Regions from separate parts of the Mus musculus genome. Here region 1 is linked to region 2. A link is a contact called in public promoter capture Hi-C data. All regions are on one chromosome and are shown on one strand. Each heading gives the region's core, a stretch centred on a gene start, on an enhancer-like site or on the middle of the called end of the contact. The rest is flanking DNA. Distances are from core to core; before and after follow the strand shown. Region 1 holds the start of Ube4bos3 (ubiquitination factor E4B, opposite strand 3). Region 2 holds the start of Cenps (centromere protein S).

Region 1 (2,700 bases), core at 186-2,685, 200 kb before region 2:
ATCTCTTCAGCCCGCCTGCATTTCTGCCCTCCTTCCTTGCTCGCTTAAGCACTTTTTCAGCCCCCAGCTTTCCAACACTGGGCTAAAACCATGATTTCTACAACAGGAAGCTCAGGAGATTTTTTTGTATGAACCCAGTCACTGCATGAGGACCTCATTAGTTAAGGAATCTTTTTGCTGGTCAGTATTTAATGTCTGGTCTACAGCAGCTGTCTCTGAGCTCAGAAGCCATGTTTGTCCCAGCTGCAGCAGGTACTGTTGGCCTGCCGACTCTTGAGGGCTATTTGTCCTTAATATTCTGTCAGTTTAATTCATCACAGTGGCAAGACGTACGCCGTTGACAAATGTCACCGTCTTCTCTCTCTTCAGTAAGTAGATTAGAACAACACGTGCCTGACTGTTGGGGACTTGAGAAGTTTATGGGGAAATGTGGACATGAGGCTTCCCAGCCACAGTGACAGGACAGCGAGGGCCTCTGTCCTCTCCCTGCTTCTCAGTGACTTTGGAGTGATGCTCTAAGAGAAAGTGTCTCTTTCCAGAAGACTTCTGTGGGCGTTCATCTCTATGCAATCAGACCACTCCATTATAGGGGTTTTCAGATCAATGGCGGGGGAGATGTTTGATTCCAATGCTTTCTCTAGCTTTGTGCTGCAGCTCAGCACAATTCAGGGGTGCTTTGCAGATTGAGCAGCCCATTCCCACTGGGGTAGGAGCTTCTGGGCCTGGACTTTGCAGCAGCTTGGACCGTCCTGTTGTCCTTCATTTCCTAGGAGCTTGGTCCCCGATTAGCAGCCATGCTGAACTTTAACCTGCAGCAGCTCTGCGGACCCAAGTGCCGGGACCTGAAAGTTGAAAACCCAGAGAAGTATGGTTTTGAGCCAAAGAAGCTGTTGGACCAACTGACAGATATTTATTTACAATTGGACTGTGCTCGCTTTGCTAAAGCCATCGCCGATGACCAGGTGAGCACTGAGGAGGCCCATCTCATCAGGAGGCCTGGCACTGAGCCGTGTGGTTGGCATCTGTGGTCTGCACCTTCACAGCAGACCTTGTGCGTGTGTGTGTTGTCGTCCCCCTCCACCCTGTGCGTGTGTGTGTGTGTGTGTGTGTACTCCACACCTCAAAAGAGGTTAAAGCAGGAATTTTAAAGTCTCGTTTTCAGAAGTTGTTAATGCAGTGAACATGAAGTCGAGGACCACAGCTGGTCCAGGAGAAGAACTGATGCTTCCTTGGGAGAATAGAGCAGAGCTGGCCCCCTAATCCCTCAGACCCCCAAACAGATTCTGTTTCCAAACTCTGTTTGCTGTGTCAGGAAATTGCAGGTCTTCCCAAGCGCCCTGCTTACCAGCTGCCATGAATACATGGCCTTCAAGCCAACGCCTGCCTCCTCTCCTTTATCCAAGAGCCTTGGGGGTCAGGTCAGCTCATGTACCACAGCCTCCAGTACAGGCCTTCCCTCTGTGATGTCACAGAAGGGGATCCTGTTGACTGTCCTGGTGGCACAAGCCTGTATCCCAAATACTCAGGGGGCTGGAAACAGGTTGGTCACAAGTTCAAGGCTAACCTGGACTTAACTGAGACCATCCATGAAAACAAAATTGAGCTAGGAGTATAGTTCAGCGGTAGAGCACCTGAACTTGCAAAGTTCTAGGCTCAACCCTTAGTCCAGCCGGAGACTTTTGCAGAGAAAAAGGAAAGGGTTCCTCCCCTCCATGGTCTCTGAGCATCTTTCTTCCCAGGTCTTTTGCCATAATGTCTCGTGTAGACTAGGCTAGCCTTTGAACTCCTGATCTCAAACTCTCCTCTTGAGTACATTGATGTGTGCTACCATGCCTGACATCTGGGCAGCTCTGCAGCACAGTAATGCTTCGTGTTTACTGTATACCGCTCTGACCACTCATTTGATAAGCATGAATTCTATGGCACAGCTTCTACTAAACCCTTTGTTTTAAAGTAAGGAACACAGGGCACAGAGGAGCTTAGTGGCGTGTCCAGGCTCAGAAAGTATGGTATAGAGGGAGAATGTGTGACTGGCAGTCAAACCCTGTACCCATATTCTCACCATCTCCCTAAATGTTCAGAGTGTGGTATATTGCTTCCCATGTCACTATCTTTGTATGCACAGCATATGTTACCCATCCTCAGAACTCTCCAAAGGTCACTGCCTATAGCTAATTCAAAGGAGCAATGTTAAAACACAAGAGTTGTATATATACTCTTGTTTTCTTAGTTTGGTTTGGTTTGGTTTTTTTTTTTTTTTTGAGACAGGCTAGCCTTGAACCCAGGATCCTTTAGTGTCAGCCTCCCAAGTGCTAGAATCGCAGGTATGTGTTGATCATACACTGCCTTTTTTTTTTTTTTAAGATTTATTTATTATTTGTAAGTATACTGTAGCTGTCTTCAGACACCCCAGAAGAGGGTGCCAGATCTTGTTATGAATGGTTGTGAGCCACCATGTGGTTTCCGGGAATTGAACTCAGGACCTTTGGAAGAGCAGTCAGTGCTCTTAACCACTGAGCCATCTTTCCAGCCCATACACTGTCTTTTCAACTACAACTTTATCGCACAATTATTAATGTATCGATGCTTCTTGTTGTTTCTTACTGTTTGGGACACTGTCTCGCTGTGTAGCCGGCCGGCTGCCTCCCCAGTGCTGGGGTTCCAGGCGTGGACAGGGGAGTGGAGCGGGGATATGCAGAG
Region 2 (2,700 bases), core at 84-2,583:
ATAATATGAAATAGCTGGTAGGCATTGGCTACAGCCATTTCGGGGCCAGGCAGACCTCTCTACAGATCCTTTTTTTAATGTCTGAGTGTTTTGCCTGCGTGCATGAATTGGGCTCTTGGAGATCAGAAGAGAGCACTGACTCCTGGAAACAGTAATCATAGACAGGTGTGAACCACCATGTGGGTGCCATGAACCAAATCCTGGTCTGCAGGAACGGCAGCTGTTATTATTGCAGAGCCACCTCAGAGCCTCTCGCTGTATAGCTTGACATAATGGAGAAGCAGCCACTCTTGTCCCTGGTAACGTGAACCACTCGCTCTGAGGGGATAGCGTTTGAGCAGTGATCTCACTGATCACTGATTTGGTGCTGGTGGAAGAGCCATAAAAATCCAAGGTTCCTTGCACGAGGTTGTGTGTGTGAATGGTTCACCATAGAAGGCGCTGCCTTCCATAACTTACATCAACTGGCTATTGGTTTGTGTGAGTGTGAGCACACAGTGGATGTAAGAAAACAACTTTCTGGAGTCAGTTCTGGGAATCAAACTCAGGGCCTCAGGGCCCCAGGCTTGCAGGGCAATGTGTTTTGACCCACAAAACGATCTTTTTTCTCTCTCTTTCTTCTCTCTCTTTCTTCTCTCTCTTTCTTCTTTCTCTTTCTTTCTTTCCGAGACAGGGTTTCTCTGTATAGCTCTGGCTGTCCTGGAACTCACTTTGTAGACCAGGCTGGCCTCGAACTCAGAAATTCGCCTGCCTCTGCCTCCCAAGTGCTAGGATTAAAGGCATGTGCCACCATGCCTGGCTTTCACAAAGCTATCTTGCCAGCCAAGTGCTTTATCATCTGTTAATTGTGGGCTATACACTCTTGCTTTTTTTGTTTTGTTTTGTTTTTTAATTTTAAGGCAAGTTTCACTATGTAGCCCTGGCTGGTCTGGAACTCACAGAGATCCACTGGCCTATGACTCAAGAGTGCTGGGATTAAAAGGGTGCATCACCAGGCCCAACATATATATATTTTTTACTTAAACACTTTTATTTACTTATATATTTATTATGCATATGTGTGTATTTGTGTGTGCATCTGCATGCGGGTACCAAGAGAGACCAAGAGAGAACATTGTGTCCCTTAGAGATGGAATTACACGTGTTTAGTGAGCCACCTGATGTGGGTGGTGCGTCTGGCCGGTGCTCTCAGTGACTGCTAACCAGTGAGCCATCTCACGCACGTTCTTACAGATGCTTGAACCCCGGGTCACACCAACGCTAAGACCCTTCCGCGAGCTGTCGCCAGGGGGCGCGCGCGGGACAGGAAGGAGGCGCTTCGCGCTTTGACCCTCGGCGCCGCCCGTCGCAGAGGTAGCGCGGGAAAGTCTGAGCCGACAGTGGCGCGCCGACCGGGGTTGTCCGCAGTGATGGAGGAGGTGGAGGCTGAGGAGCCGCAGGAGTTCTCTCACCGGCAGGTATAAAATAAATGGGGTCCCAGCAAGGGCAGGACGTGAGGTCCTGGGAGAGGGAAAGGCCCCGAGTCCCTAGCCGGCCTCCGCGTGTGCGCATGCGTCGCTCGGCTGCAAGGAGGGGGTGCGGTCCGCCGAGCCTGCGTCCAGCTCGCCAGAGTCCGGGTGTCCCGGCGCTGTGAGGGTCGGGTGTGGGCGCTACAGAGAGACGATGGGGCTTGGAGGAGCGTTTGCCCAGCATGAGGGAATCTATGGGTTCGAGTCCCAGCACCGCACCTACCGGGCTTGGTGGTGAACGACTGTGACCCCAGCACGGAGCGGGGTGTGTGTGGAAGCGAGAGGCTTAGGGTGGAGGCAGAAGCCAGTTTAGAGTCATTTTCAGCGATATACCGAGTTCGAGGCCAACCGGGATTACGGGAGGCCCTGTCTTAAAGGAGGGCCCGCCCGGTGGTGGCGGCGCAAGTCCTTAATCCCAGACTGAGGCAGGCACATCTCTCAATTGGTCTACAGAGTGAGTTCCAGGACAGCTAAGGCTACACTGAGAAACCCTGTCTCGAAAAACAAAACAAAAACAACAAAACAAAACAAAAACAACAAAACAAAACAAAACAACAAAAGAGGCTGGGGATAGCGCGTGTGAGGGTGAGAGAGATGCAGGAGAGACACACAGACTAATTCAGGGGCTGAGGCAGGAGGATTACGAGTTTTAGATCAGTTAAGTACCTAGAGAGACCCTGTCTCAGGAACAAGCGAGGACAGTGCGTGGGGCTCAGGCCTTTAATTTCAGGAGTCAGAGCGAGCGGTGTGTGTGAGCTTGAGGCTAGCCTGGTTTACATAGTGAGACCTGAGCAGTTCACTAGGACCTGGGAAACGTTGTCTATTCTATGCTGCAGAGCCCGGAGTCAGCCCCTGGCAGGCTGCCCTAGAACCCACCCTCTGGCGTCGGTTGTGATTTCGGGTCCTCTAGTCAGTTAGTCGTGGCCCAAATATAGTTTTCTCCTTTGCAAAGTCGGAATACGGATAACTACTGCACGGGGTGGTGTCAGAGCCAATATTCAGTTGTTTGATGAATCAGAGCTGCCATCTCAGCTGGGAATGATTGTGAGCTCAGGGTTGGGGGTTGCTTCCTTAGGTATCTGCGTCCCATCGGCTGTCTGCCCTGCACTCCTGTTTTAAGAAATTCAGAACCTGGGCTGGAGAGATGGCTCAGTGGGTAAGAGCACCCAACTGCTCTTCTGAAGGTCAGGAG

The links. Capture Hi-C pulls out chosen DNA fragments and counts their contacts.
Region 1: a promoter capture Hi-C map of pancreatic islet shows a contact between it and region 2. The contact joins the promoter of Ube4bos3 here to the promoter of Cenps in region 2. A contact is called at or near these places in 8 of 39 promoter capture datasets (the 3T3-L1 cell line, the C10 cell line, the HPC-7 cell line and 4 more), 3 of 15 datasets of contacts at CTCF or cohesin (embryonic stem cells, large pre-B cells and pro-B cells), 52 of 484 Hi-C or Micro-C datasets (B cells, the C2C12 cell line, CD4 T cells and 28 more), 3 of 115 datasets of contacts at active chromatin or transcription factors (embryonic stem cells and memory CD8 T cells) and 4 of 9 other capture datasets (adipose tissue, embryonic stem cells, liver and 1 more).

Annotation. Positions count from the first base shown.
Region 1 is chr4:149,333,374-149,336,073 of GRCm38.p6, reverse strand. Ube4bos3 (ubiquitination factor E4B, opposite strand 3) reads right to left here and starts at 1,435. Exons shown (of 2, transcript NR_131918.1): 1 at 1,346-1,435; 2 at 162-842. It overlaps Ube4b (ubiquitination factor E4B), which reads left to right. Exons shown (of 27, transcript NM_022022.3): 24 at 771-962.
Region 2 is chr4:149,136,233-149,138,932 of GRCm38.p6, reverse strand. Cenps (centromere protein S) reads left to right here and starts at 1,333. Exons shown (of 5, transcript NM_027263.2): 1 at 1,333-1,457. The coding sequence starts at 1,410.